Linked DNA regions of Sus scrofa: region 2 is linked to region 1. The links are chromatin contacts, called in public Hi-C maps. All regions are on one chromosome and are shown on one strand. The core of a region is the stretch at or near the end of the contact, and the rest is flanking DNA. Distances in the headings are between cores, read along the strand shown.

The links. A called contact is a pair of places that touch in the nucleus more often than the background predicts.
Region 2: a Hi-C map of skeletal muscle shows a contact between it and region 1, with 5 times the contacts expected there. The contact joins the enhancer-like site here to the promoter of MDGA1 in region 1. A contact is called at or near these places in 2 of 5 promoter capture datasets (fetal liver and liver), 3 of 47 Hi-C or Micro-C datasets (embryonic fibroblasts, fibroblasts and skeletal muscle) and 1 of 2 datasets of contacts at active chromatin or transcription factors (skeletal muscle).

The regions. Positions count from the first base shown.
Region 1 is chr7:33,267,545-33,270,923 of Sscrofa11.1, forward strand. It overlaps MDGA1 (MAM domain-containing glycosylphosphatidylinositol anchor protein 1), which reads right to left and starts at 1,669. Exons shown (of 17, transcript XM_001924567.4): 1 at 662-1,669. The coding sequence starts at 728.
Region 2 is chr7:34,056,832-34,060,650 of Sscrofa11.1, forward strand. The region is part of intron 6 of BTBD9 (BTB domain containing 9); the gene reads right to left. Among named protein-coding and RNA genes, the nearest start is that of BTBD9, 64 kb to the right of the region's middle. Within about 2 kb of position 2,395, at least 5 of the 83 cell types and tissues checked have an H3K27ac peak or open chromatin away from gene starts, as enhancers often do. A contact at or near this core is called in skeletal muscle, where this site is marked.

The DNA.
Region 1 (3,379 bases), core at 419-2,918:
CGTGCGCGCAGCAAGAATGAAGGTGGGGCTGGGGTTTTGTGGCCACTAACCGGCAACAGAAAGACCTAACTAACTGGCTCAGGAGTGGTCCGAAAAGGGATTCTGGGGTCTTAGGAGCCCAATCTAGGGAATGCCTGCATCCGCTCGGGCTGTCTGGAACCGAGTGAAAGAAGCGAAGCCCAGAGGAAGCGGGGAAGGCGAGCCCGCCGCTCGGCCGCGGTGCTGGCAGCCAGCTCGCCTGCAAGCCGCGCGCAACTCTGGATCGTGCCTCGCTCGGCTTCCACACCAGAGGCCGAGCCAGGGGAGGATGAGGTTTTAGTGCAAGTCCCTTCCCCAGCCGCCGGTGTGCGATCCGTCAGGGTCTCCCGAGCCAGCTGGGTGCACTCAAGGGTTCCGAGTCATTCCTGCCATTGGCAGCGTTTGGAAAGTGGGTACCACCTCCCCTGGCATCCCCGGCTTCACGCCAGACCATACGACCCGTCTCGGTGCTCTGGAGCAGCTAGCTCCATCTCCTCGAGCTCTGGAAAAGGGCGGAGACCCCGGCATCCACTCCAGAGTCTGAGCCGGGGTACCCACCAAACCCCGGCGGCGCGCGCTTTGCGCCTCTTGCAAAGTTTCCGCGCGGTGCTAAGCCGGCCTGGAGCGGCACGCGGGCTCTTACCGTAGACTCCTTGTGCCCGGCAGTGAAAGGGGATTAGCGCCAGAAGTAGAAGGCAGGTCACCTCCATCTTCACGGCCGGTGCTTCATCCCCGCGAGGCGGCGCAGCCCGAGAGGCGCCGGGGGGCGCATCCGCCGGGGCCCCGCGATGCCCCTTGCGTCTCCCGTTCCCGGAGAGGCGACGGAGTAGGCGGCCCCAGCGATGGAGACCGGGAGACTAAGGAGGCGGCGGTGGCGGCGAGCCGGGTTTCTCCTCTGGCGGGGCCGCTGCCCGCGTGGGGACGCAGGGGGCGCTGGCCGGCCCCGGGTGCCTCCGCGCGCCCGGCGCAGCAGCCAGCGCCCCAGCCCACGGAGCCCGGCTGCCGAGCCTCCCCGGGTTCCAGGAGTGTCTGCTCGGTGTTCTGGGCGCCAGGGACCCCTCTGCAGAGGCGGAGGCTCTTGGATCCAACAGGCCACCGACGACTGACAAACTTGTCGTTTCCCCGCCCAGGGGACGACCCTCAGCGGAACGGGGGCGGGGAGGCCCGGGCTCCTCTCGGGTTAATCCGCTGTCTCCAGTCCTGCGGCTGGTGCTGGGGGCTCAACGGCCTGACCCAAGGGGGCTGGGTTGGGCGTCCTCTCGGAGGCAAAAAGCCCCGGCTTTGGCCCTCCTGAGCACGGGAGAAGGGCTGGGCTCCGCCGAGGGGCTAGAGCCACGGGTCCCGAGTCCGCGAAGTTAGCCCAGCCACCGAGGAACCTCGGGGAGCGATCGCGCCCTGGCGCCCCGCGGGACTCAGGAGAGCAATTCCATTCAAGAGAGACCCCAGAACGCGGGGAAAGAAGGAAAGTTTGAGTCGTTTGAAAAATATTCGCGCTCTCGCCGAGGCCGGGGCTGCGGCGCGGGAGCCGCTCGCCTCCTCCGCTCGTCGCGCTCCGCTCCCGCCGTCTGGACGCGGCCCGAGGCTCTCCCGGGCTCGCGCTCTCGGGAAAACCGGGCTGCGCCGCGCCCCAAGTTGATCGTCCCCGCCCCCGCCCGGCGGCCTCCGCCAGCGGGGGCCCAGAGCAGGCGGGGCCGGGCCGGGCTCCCGGGCGCGGCGGCCGCTAGGCTCCGGGCCGCGGGAGCACTCCGCTCGCTCGGCAACTTGGGCTCCGCTGTGCTGCTTTCCCCCTCCTCCGAGCTTTTCATTCCGCGCTCTCCCCCCACCCCGCCCCACACGCCTCCCTCTCTCCTCCCTCCTCCTCGCGTCTCCTCGTTCGGTCTCTCGCTCTCCCACCCTTTGTCGCTCGCTCTCCTGTTTGATTCCCCTCCAGTTAAAAAAAGGAGCCAATTAAAGGCAGCCCAGCTCGCCCGGCCCAGCCTCTGTCCAATTTCCTCGCCTCCCCCAGGACCAATTAGAGAAAACAAAACAGGGCTGGGGGAAGCAGACTGCCTTTCTCTTTCTTTCTCTCTCTCTCTCTCTCTCTCTCTCTCTCCTCTCTCTCTCTCTCTCTCATTCTCTCCCTCTCCTCCCCCCTTCTCTCTCTCCGCCCCCACCCCACCCCCAGCAGGAAAATGTCAGAAAGCAGAAATGGATCCATCCATCCAGAGGACAGTGGCGAAGGGACAAGGGTTTTGGCGCGGGCTCTGCAGCGCGCTCACACACTCGCTCTTCGCCCGCCCTTGCTCACCCGGACCGGGTGCACTGATCCCAGTACGCTAGCTAGGCAGACGCGGACGTTCGCTCCGGGGACTCTAGCCTAGCCTGCGGGGCACTGCACACTTTGTAAATGTTTCGCACTTTGCCGCGGGGGGTGGGGGAGGGGAACTGAAGCGAGGGTCGAAGGGAAAGGCCGGGGCGCCAGCAGTGCTCGGGGTCCTGCAGGCGCGCGAGCTGGTCGCCTGCTGTGGGTCTGCAGGGCTGTCTGCTCCGCCCGGGAGTCCCTCCGCCCCCGGCCGAGCCCCGCCCCTTTCCAGACAGCCGAGGCCTCTCCCCGCGTCAGGCGTGGGGGCCCTCGCCGGAGCAGCTGGAGTAGCCGGGGGCTGAGAGGGCGAGATCAGAGCTCCTCCTGCCCGTGCCTCTGCCCACAGGTTGCCAACAGGTTTGTCGGCAGGACCCCGTAGCCAGAGCTCCCCAGGCCACCACCCCATTCTCCCCAGCTCGTCCCTCTCCCCATCCTGCCTCCCCTCAGGACCTCAAGCGCGCCCAAGCGCCCCAGAGGCGCCCTCTCTTTCAGCAGCCAAGCCAGGGGCCGGCTCCAGCCGCGAGGTCTCGCGCTCCCGGACTCCGCTACCTCCACCCGGCCCTCTGGGAGCAGGGGTGGGAAGAGCGCTGTTCCCGAACGCCGGCGGGGAGAGGCAAAGGCTAGGAAGCAGAGCGGGCGGCCTCCCCCGCACCTCCGATCGCTTCCCCCTACCCCGGTCTGGCTAATCTCACCTGCTCCACCTGTCGCCGTTATTTATCTCGGCGTGTGCGCCAGGATTGTATTAGGGCGGCCCCTGGGAGCGCGGAAAACCGCAGCAGCTAACAAGCCGGGAGATTACCAACCCTCCCCCCACCCCCGGAACTGTTTAATCTCCTGGGTGTGATGGTGGTCCACGACTCTACGCATCTGTCCAAACTCAAAAGAATGGACACCGAAAAGACAACGTTTCAGTTTGTAAATCAAAACAAAAATTCAAATAATAAAAATATGCCATCCCTTTCCTAGGCCCATTTCCTGCTGGGTCCCTCTTCTCCTGTCCTTCCAGGGGCTGCCCCTCAC
Region 2 (3,819 bases), core at 1,145-3,644, 790 kb after region 1:
CCAAGACATGGAAGCAACCTAAATGTCCATTAAAAGAGGAATGGATAAAGAAGATGCCGTACATATATACAATGGAATGTTACTCAGCCATAAAAAAGAATGAAATAATGCCATTTGCAGCAACATGGATGGACCTAGAGATAATCATGCTAAGTAAAGTAGGTCAGACAGAGAAAGACAAATATCACATGATATCACTAACATTTGGAATCTTAAAAAAAAAACAAAAAAAACAAAAAAACAAATAAACTTATTTACAAAACAGAAACAGACCCACAGGCAGAAAACAAACTTATGGTTACCAAGAGAATTGGGGGAGGGATAAATTAGGAGACTGGGATTAACATATAACTACTATGCATAAAATATACAACAAATAAGGACCTATTGTTCGCCACAGAAAATTACACTTAGTATTTTATAATAACCTATAAGGGAAAGGAATATGAAAAAATATAAGCATAACTGAATCACTGTGCTGTACACCTGAAACTAATATGATACCGTAAATCAACCATACTTCAATTAAAAAACTGCTCGTGGGAATACACTGGTAAAATGATTTGTACAGCATTTACCAATATGTTTCACATTTTAAGATGATCCTGTCTTTTGACTCTGCTTTTGTGAAGGGACAATCAGATATGTGTACAAAGACTATACTATTCTATAATAGTAAAACCAGAAACATCCTAAAAGTCCATCAACAGGGGACCAGCTAGGTAAATGACAGTACCTTTAGAACTCTGTGCTATTGTTTAAAAAAGGATAAAGCAGGTATTTCTACATTGACAGAGAACAACAGCCACAATGAATATACATATATACAAGCTTTCAAAGTAATATATACTACGTACCATTTTAATAAATAACATGCGTATGTGTGGTTACACATAGAAGACTAGATGATAATATGTCAAAATATTAACAAAATTTCTGCAGTTCAAACCAATTTTAAATACATAAAAGGAACTGTTAAATCATCTTTAAAAATTTCTTGGAAAAGTCCAGGTTATGAATCAATACCTTAAATTTTCCTATTTACTTAAAGTAGGCTTATACATTTATTTACCACCTTTATTTCAGGCAAATATCTTGAGTTGGAATATTCTGTTCTGAACCATATTGTTGCCCTAGAGAAATCAATGGTAAAAAGGAAGTTTACAAAGAAAAATATATTTTTGTGCATGACAGCTTACCGGTGTGATGCATCCATGAATCATACTGAAAATATGTCCCTTGAAATCAAAGAAAACAATATGCTTATACAAAGAATGTGCCCCCAAAGTTCCCCAATAAAGAAAAGTGTTTAATCAAAATGTGTGTTGACAGCTGGTTAGTGCCGATTCTAAAGCAGAAAAGAAAATCAGTGTCATTGTAGACTTTCGTTTTGTGTACAAGAGCTGAAAATGCAAATCAGCCCAAAATGGAGACTGATTATCAGTTTTACACTTCAAGTGTGATTTTAAGCACTGTAGGTATATATACACACATACGTCCAGAATACACATATATCTCAACAAACCATGCACATCATCTGTTCAGAACTGGGAAACGCACGCATGCTTCTACAACATTAAATGGAAGGCAGATGGTAGGCACTGATCAACAGAAATAAAATGAAATCCTCCTAAATCCTACTCCCTCTAACAGTCCTCTCATTTTTTTCTTTAGAAAGATATCAAGCAGTTCTTCATTACTGTTGATTTGCAACTTCAAAATTACAATAGGCAATGCAAAAGACGATTTCGAAGAGGAAAAAAAAATGTCTTTTGGTACAGACTCTCTTTCATAGTCTTAGGGAGGAGATAACACTAACTTTGAAACTCATAGCTTACTGTAGCTTTATCAGTATCTAATGTGTAAATTAGCTCTTTCTATAACTGGAGGTTTAGCTTTCAAAATATATAATTACTGATCATTTTAGCCTGCATCACATTTCTTTTGCAGAGTGAAATGAACTAAAACAGCTGTTACATCCTAATAGCTTCATAATGTGCATAGAATTTCTATGACTATTAGAAATTAAACCTACAGCTTCCTATCAGGCAGAACATATTCGTGTGTATATATGACCCGCATTATTTGGAAGAACAATTATTAACTTACAAAATTATAATTTGAAACATAATGAAGTAAGGCTGCCAGAGAAAATACTGCGGCTCTTAAATGAGGTCAGAGCCGCAGGTCCACACCAATCAGTTCCTCCACCTTTCCTCGCATCAATCAAAGTACTTTGGGCCAAAGGAAATCCTGGTGTTCATGCTACCACTGTTCCTCGCAGGGATCGAGACCTGTATTTTCATACAGGGAGATGAATTTTTAAAGGTGAACCAAGCCTGGCACTCTGCCCAGAAATTCTGGCAGCCGACAAGCAATCTGGTTTCACTTCTGGTCCACTGTCCCCTGAGCTAACCTTGTATCCACAGAAAGCACCCTGATCTAGGGAACTGATGACTGAGAAACCGCTGATGATTTTATTAACCATGGGACTTGTATACAGTCCTCTATAAGCACATTTTCTGTGGAAAGAATAAAACACTCTTGTTCCCTGGTATCTCCTTATAACACTGGGGGGAGAACAAAACAAAACAAAACAGCAGTATTAAAAGGATTTTTCCAGGAAAAAAAAAAGTGATTATTATCCAAGCACTTATATTCAGGGATGTTGGAGAGCTGAAGAGATTCAACAAGACATCAAATGGAACATACAAGGGATGTATATCAAAAGAATATACAGTGAGGTCCTGCAACCACAAAATAATCACGAAGGTATACAAGATATATTATGTAGTTAACGGCTAAATTGGGTGATTCAAGCTATAAATGTTGCAAAAGGTCAGGGCAATCAATGCTAGGCAGTGTGGGGTAAAATTTGAATATACAGAGGTCTAACTCTCCACTGAAAGAATTATTAACTACTTAACCAGTATCTTCTCTTTTTTGCTTTTTAGGGCCGCACCCACAGCATATGGAAGTTCCCAGCCTAGGGGTCAAATCGGACCTACAGCTGCCGGCCTACGCCACAGCCACAGCAACACAGGATGCTTTACCCACTGAGCAAGGCCAGGGATCGAACCCACAACCTCATGGTTCCTAGTCGGATTCGTTTCCACCGCACCACGACAGGAACTCCTTTTTTTAAAATTATTATTATTATCCTCTTTAGATTACCACTTCCAAGGTAAACAGAATTGGAAAATGACTACATAACTCACAAAGAAAAATCTATGTCAAAGTTTGTTTTTTTAACCTGTAAGATCTAACAGTCCTTCCCTCTTTTTGACCTTCCAAAAAGCAAATACAATGAAGTGCTCCTAATTCCTGAATCACTGCAGAAGCTGGGATGGAGGTCCTGGAAGCTCTCTCCCCCACCTTTCCATTCATTATGGGGTTCCTGCTCTCAGTTCCACAGCTCACTTTTGCCTCTGTTCCCCTTGCTGGAGGCTCCTGGCTCCTATTAAGGATCCTTGAGTCTCAGATGGCTTTGTGTTTATTCTTTCCTTGCTTTCTACTTGACAGACCCACAGTCCTGTGCCCAACAGTTCAGTACCTGGCTTCCTGGTTCAGGATTTCTTAGTTCCATAAATAAATGCTGGACAGCTGCAGTGCCAAAACAGATTCCAAAAGGAGATCTCAAACAGAAAAACTGCTATACCATGTACTCAACAATGAAATACCTAAAAAATGTATTACTTTTCTAAGCAAAAGACACACCGACGCAAATCCTGGCTCCAAAAGAGGGATTTGTTTTTTCCACTCTACTTCTGGGGAATTTTACTCTTCTCTGAATATTATTTGTGAAAATTAACCTAATTT